Regions from separate parts of the Lactuca sativa genome. Here region 1 is linked to region 2. A link is a contact called in public Hi-C data. All regions are on one chromosome and are shown on one strand. Each heading gives the region's core, a stretch centred on a gene start, on an enhancer-like site or on the middle of the called end of the contact. The rest is flanking DNA. Distances are from core to core; before and after follow the strand shown.

The links. Hi-C and Micro-C count contacts between places; a contact is called where the count stands out from the background.
Region 1: a Hi-C map of bud shows a contact between it and region 2, with 7 times the contacts expected there. The contact joins the promoter of LOC111921537 here to the promoter of LOC111890826 in region 2. A contact is called at or near these places in 2 of 4 Hi-C or Micro-C datasets (bud and leaf).

What each region holds. Positions count from the first base shown.
Region 1 is chr7:187,482,505-187,485,608 of Lsat_Salinas_v11, forward strand. LOC111921537 (protein CUP-SHAPED COTYLEDON 2) reads left to right here and starts at 1,446. Exons shown (of 3, transcript XM_023917119.3): 1 at 1,446-1,938; 2 at 2,025-2,308; 3 at 2,644-3,104. The coding sequence starts at 1,755.
Region 2 is chr7:186,781,050-186,784,473 of Lsat_Salinas_v11, forward strand. It overlaps LOC111890826 (D-amino-acid transaminase, chloroplastic), which reads right to left and starts at 1,389. Exons shown (of 5, transcript XM_023886906.3): 1 at 1,098-1,389; 2 at 950-1,005; 3 at 568-743; 4 at 1-493. The coding sequence starts at 1,113.

The sequences.
Region 1 (3,104 bases), core at 196-2,695, 700 kb after region 2:
GTTACCCGTATTCTATAAGAAATAATGTATTTTTTGTTTTTATAAGAAATAATGTATTTCTATAAGCTAGTTGATTCTTCGCGTTTCGATCTCCATCACTAGGACACCCAATTTCACCCACTATGATTCCCATATTTATGAATCCATTCTTTTGTATGGCCCAGACGAGGGTATCGTAGTTGGCATCGAACATATTTGTGTAGGTGGTGCCGCCTTCGTTCACCAAAGTTGCGTTTCTGTAGAAGAACGCGTATTACATCGAAAAATTGGAGTCGATGTAGAGGCTTATGAAGGGGTAGATGTTGACAGTGAATGGAGATCCATTTTCGTTTAGGAATTTGGTGAGTTGGATCATCTAATCTCGCAGAATCCTTCATTACACGTCAATTGAACGAGACTGGAGGGATATTGTGAATGTGGATGAAAGAGGCAATAGGGTTTTAAACAAAGTAATTGTCTAAATTAAAGGATAGATGGTTTAATTAATTATTTATTAAAATTAAATAATACTTGGCCCATATTATTAATCAAAAAGATCTTTTGTATATGCAAAAGATCTTTTTGAAATAAATAATCAACTACAATATACATAAAGTCAGATAATATCATATCTATGTAAGACATTAATATATCAGTTGAACTGAGGCTTATGGAGATTAAACTATGGCCTTTTTTGGATTATTTATTTAAAGTATTAATTAGTATATTGCGGTTTAATGCATTTTAAGTGTTTAGATTAAATACAATAAAAAATGTTGATTGATTTAAATAAACAATGTTTGATAAGCTATCTAACTTAATAGAAAATTCTTATCAAACAGGAAACAATTTAACCAATTATCTTTGTTCTAAACACACACAAAAAAAACATATATACATTAAATCGTAGTTTTGTTTTGTTTTTACCAGCAATGCAAATACCATTATACTCTTTTATCTGGTCAACTTTTTTTTTTAATCTTATAAGCAAAATTTGTTAAATATTTAAAAATAATCTATCTATTTATTGTTTTATGATATGGTGTGACTTGTGAGTATGTTCGGCAACGAGCTATTAAATTTTTTATAAACTTTCAGTTAAAAAAAAAATTTAAGAAAATTGTCCCATCAATAATAAGAACTTAAAACTTTTATTTTAAATAAAAAAATCAAAAACTATTTCAAGTTTTTAAGCGTACAACTAATAGACGTCTTTAAGCCAACGCTAATATTGTCAAACATACCAATAAGCCATCTTTAAATATGTTTTGGTATCCCAAAAACTAATAGACGTCTAAAACACTAAAATCATGATACATAATAAATTAATATAGAGTTAAAATTGGTAGACTTTGGTAAAAAAAAAAAAAAAAAAAAAAAAACGAAGATGGAGTTAGTTACTGTTCTCCATCCCTCTTTTTTCTTCTCCACTGACAATAGGAATACCCTGCACACTTCTTCTCGCACGCACGCATACTCTTAACACATACTCTCTCTCTAAACCCATATGGATATGATAAGAGCCACGGCAGAGTTGCAGACCCAAAGACACGAAAAACCCTAAATTCCATTTTTATTTTAATCTTTCAATCGATTGATAGTACAGATATTATTAATTTCTTGATTCTCCGAATCCCCATAAACGCCACCCCATCTCCAACTCCTATATATAGACACATATCTCATTCGTCATCACACCAAAACCAAAGCCAAAACGCCAGTTTGCCTTTTTCCGACAGCCGTGTGCGGAGGAGGTGCTACTTAAGTATACTGCTATGGAGTTTTTCACACACCATTTTGATAACACTGAAGCTTGTTTGCCACCTGGGTTTAGATTCCATCCGACTGATGAAGAACTCATCACTTGTTACCTTCTCCGAAAAGTCCTCGACGGCAGCTTCACCGGCCGGGCATTCGCCGACGTTGATCTTAACAAATGCGAACCATGGGAGCTTCCACGTACGATTCAACTTATTGATCGACACTCACACACAGCTCACGCATTTTGTAACTTTTTTTTTTAGGGTTTTTGTTTTTTGGTACAGAAAGAGCGAAAATGGGGGAGAAAGAATGGTACTTTTTCAGTCTCCGGGACAGGAAATACCCAACTGGGCTGAGAACTAACAGGGCGACGGAGGCCGGCTACTGGAAAGCCACCGGAAAAGATCGCGAGATCTACAGCTCCAAGACTTCTGCTCTTGTGGGGATGAAGAAAACCCTAGTTTTCTACCGTGGTAGGGCTCCAAAAGGGGAGAAAAGCAACTGGGTGATGCATGAATATCGTCTTGAAGGCAAATTTGCCTACCATTTTCTCTCTAAAAGCTCCAAGGTACCTTCAAGAACTTCATCACCTCATTCTAGCTAGGGTTTATATATACTTCATGTCATCCACAAGAATTTTGATTTTGCATGGTGTGTTTTGTGTTAGTTATTTTAGTTAAAGGTTGTATTAAATGCAAGATTTTTAACGGTTAAACTGCTCTTTGCTTGCATTAAAATTTAAAAGTCTTTCTTTGTGGCTTGTGTACACACTGAACTGAACAAGCATTAAAGATTTAAATTTTAAAGTTTGTGTTTTTCTTTTGTTATATATACTACTGTTTGTTCTTGTTCTTGTTCTTGTTTTGGGTTTTTGATACATCTTATTGGTAATTAATTAATCAGGATGAATGGGTGATCTCCCGTGTTTTCAAGAAAAGTGGTGTTGGATCTGTCGGCGGCGCCGGCAGCGGCAGCGGCAGTGGTAGCGTTGGCGTTGGGAAGAAGTGGTTTAGCGGTGGGATAAATATCGGGAAAGAAGCCAGCTCCTCGTCGGCGGTTTCGGGCTCACTACCACCGTTACTCGACTCCTCCACCTACGTTCCCGGCGAACAAGAAAGCTTCTCCTACGACAGCAACGCCGCTTCAAAAGAGCACGTGCCCTGTTTCTCCACTGCCTCAACTTGCACCTTCGGCCCTCAGCCTCTCTTTGATTTCCCACCGCCGGAGCCTCTAACACCCACCTTCGATCCCACCGCCATGTGCACACCAAAGAATCCCGGCGTCTCGGTCTTCCCTAGCTTGAGAACATTGCAGGAAAATCTTCAGCTTCCGTTCTTTTACTCATCGGTGGCGCCACCATTGCA
Region 2 (3,424 bases), core at 139-2,638:
CCCACTTAAAATCTTCTCAAAGAAAGGCAAAATAAGCTCATTATCATGTGTTACAAAAGCCACATTCACATTAGGTCCCTCTGCAACATACCCTTCATCATCTACCCAAATTGACGCAAATGCCCCTTTCTCTTCTGCTTCAAGTTTCGAGAGAACATTCGGGAGGTAATTCACGTTTTTGCTTGTGGCAAATAAGGGTACTTTCATCGGGATTGTGGAAGTGATGACTTTAACGCCTTGTTTACATTGAGAAAACTCTTCGTCTATTACAACTGCATAGAATGCAGATGTTGGGCAACCTGAAGGAGAAAGTAGGAAATCGCCTGGACCTGCACTTAACCAGTATCGTAAAGTTCCTTTCTTGCAGTTTGATGCTGATGTTAGTTGGATGAGAATGGTGCGAAGGGTTGATTTTGGGAATGGTGATGAAATCTTGGCTCTTGATGCTGATACAAGGATTCGATCTATATGAGCATCCAGTTCGTAGAGGTATCTGTGAAATGGATTGGAATTCAACTTTAAAATCGATCAGAATTGTGTAAAATTTTGATGAAATTAAGGACTTACCCATCGAGAATAATGGCAGTGTCAAAAACACCATGTCCTCGATGTACCATATGATCGTCAATTGGGATGACCATCATCGCTGGATCGAGAATAATCCCGCCATAAACACTTGAATACATTGCAGGATATGGTGGCTTCTCGACTGAATTCCATTTCTGATGCAACTTTTCAAGCAGCTGATCATCAAAAGATTAATGTGAGATATTGTTTCGAAACAAAATTCAACTTCAATGATGGTGCTTTTCTAGATGCAGAATTGGCATAAGAAACGTGTGTTTGACTGTTTTCTAGTGTTATTGATAAACTTTTTGTGAAATTTTGAGATGATCGGGAATTCGGGATACGAAAACAGAGAGGTGGGGTTGGGTTTTACGGAATATACCTCCGTCGATGATGAGAAAACATGAACTTTAGAATCTTCAGCACTCTCGATCTCAACTGCGATTTATCAATCAGCAAACATATCAAACAACCTATCATGAATTACTATACAATCATAAAAAACCATGACCCTAACTGATGAAACTTACCTGAATTGGTAGCCATTTGAAGAAAGGTGAAAGGAGGAGGGGTTTAACAGGGGCGATCGAGTGAGTGAGTGAGTGAGTGAGTGGGAGATGAGGGTATTTATAGAGAAGAAGGTGGGTTGTTCACCATGAGAGAAGAGAGGAGATAAAAAAGGGTACTCTCGCAGATGTAAAGAAGAGGAATCCATGGTTGTCTTACATGGAAATGGTGGTTGTGGATTTGGGGAAGAAGGGTTTAAAGGTAAAGACGAAAGCGGGTGGCACTGGCCTACCCTCTGTTTGATTCTCTCATCTCTCATGGTGTTTCGAGTCATCCACTTTTTGGTTTACAAAAGCAAATTTAACACGAAATATATTTTTATGGATAATATTTTAAATTTTGTCATTTTTGTTAATATATTTTTATCATTCGAAAAATAATACTATAGTTTATGTGCACAAAAGGATAAAGTTTTTGTTGGTATTTCTTTTAGAAATCCTGTTTCAAAAAACATATTTGAGAATCTATAATATAAATATAAGTGTATTTTGGTATATGTTAACCCGAATTTTACTAATGTGATTTCCTCTTGTATATGTCAATCCAAATAAAGATTAATCTATTTATTGATCTGTGTATGCGTTTATGCGATTTACAGAGGAGAACCAAAGAAAAAAAAAATTAAAGCAAAAACAAAACTTTACTGTACGTGTTTAAATGGGCAAAACTCATTTTACCTATATTTAGGTCCTTATACTACAATATACATGTCACTTTTAACCCTAAACTTATTTATGTATAACTCTAGATTTATTTTAATGTAACGTTGTCCTTATACTACAATATACATATCACTTTTAACCCTAAACTTATTTATGTATAACCCTAGATTTATTTAATAGTCACATTTTACTACAACCTCCTCCTGAAAGTCAAGCTTTTATAACAAACTCGAAACAACTTTGGATAGTTGATGTAACAGTCCAAAATTTCAAGTAAAAATTTTCATTTAAATACTAACAATCCATATTTAATGATTAGAAATTCCCATCATCCAATGTTTCCAAAGATCCAATACATCAACATATTAATTAGAAAGATCAAAGTGTCCATAATAACTAGTAGAGAAAAATGTTGGAGAGTGCACGCTGCGTCATCAAACCGGACCCTTGCCCTTAGAGCTAGAAGTACCTGAATTATCCAGCAAAACTGTAAGCACACGTTTAGTGAGTTTCCTCAAACACATGAAACATATAATCACATAATGCGACACACACATACATACAAGTTTGCCATGGACTCCCTCCATGGTCTTCATTTGGAATGTCATGGGCTAACCCATGGTCTTATATCCCCGAGCCATAGGCTCCTACCATGGTCTTTCCAAGTTCCATGGGCTCCTCCCATGGTCTTCACATAATTCACATATAAATCACTATCAACCATTACATATTCCATGACTAAACATTTCATAACAATTAATGGGTCGACATTGGTGCCTTCAACCCATGAGTGTGGTGAGAAGACTCACCTCGAATACTAAACGATAGCTGACTAGATCCCGACCCAATATCATCTCTACTCAACCCTTAAACAGAAACAATTCCTTAAGTACAACTCAAAATGCCCCAAAACCACTTATAAGTCAAACATGGCCAAACATTCAAAAGGTCAAGAAAGTCAACTCAACCTGGCCGCCACGTCGTGGTATCATTGTACCACGTCGTGGTGCCGGATACGATAAAGCAGTCGCGAACCAACCCATCACCACATCATGGTGGCCTTGCCACATCGTGGTTACATGGTTTTCAACAGCTTCATGCATTCAGCCATTTAATTCAATTCCAAAAGGTCTCCAACTCAGATCTGGTCCAAAATAGGGTCTAAATGGATAAGGTTTCCAACTTTATCCAATAGAACCCTCCAAAATGTATAGATCTTGACTTTTAAGATCCAAAACACTTCATGGCTTCACCAATACTCGTCTAATCCATTGGGTTACTTGACCAAAAGCTACAAGAGAGTCTCTGTAACATCCGGATTCCCAGGTATTTTATTTTAACATTTTATTTGAATTAAAGAGAGGGACTCGATGAGTTGATGCCTAGACTCATCGAGTAGGATCACGATTCGCTGACGGGATTAATGAATGGACTCGACGAGTCGGCTTGGTGACACGACGAGTCTGTGCTGGCGGCAGAAACCCTAAATCTTTGGGCCTGTGCCCTATTTAAAGGCCTTTATGGCCTTTATTTGCGGCCACTAAACCCCTGAGAAACCCTAGAGAGTAGAGAGAAAGCTTGTAGAGCAAGAGGAGGGCTAATTCATCATTCTTTGGTGTGTTTTAGCA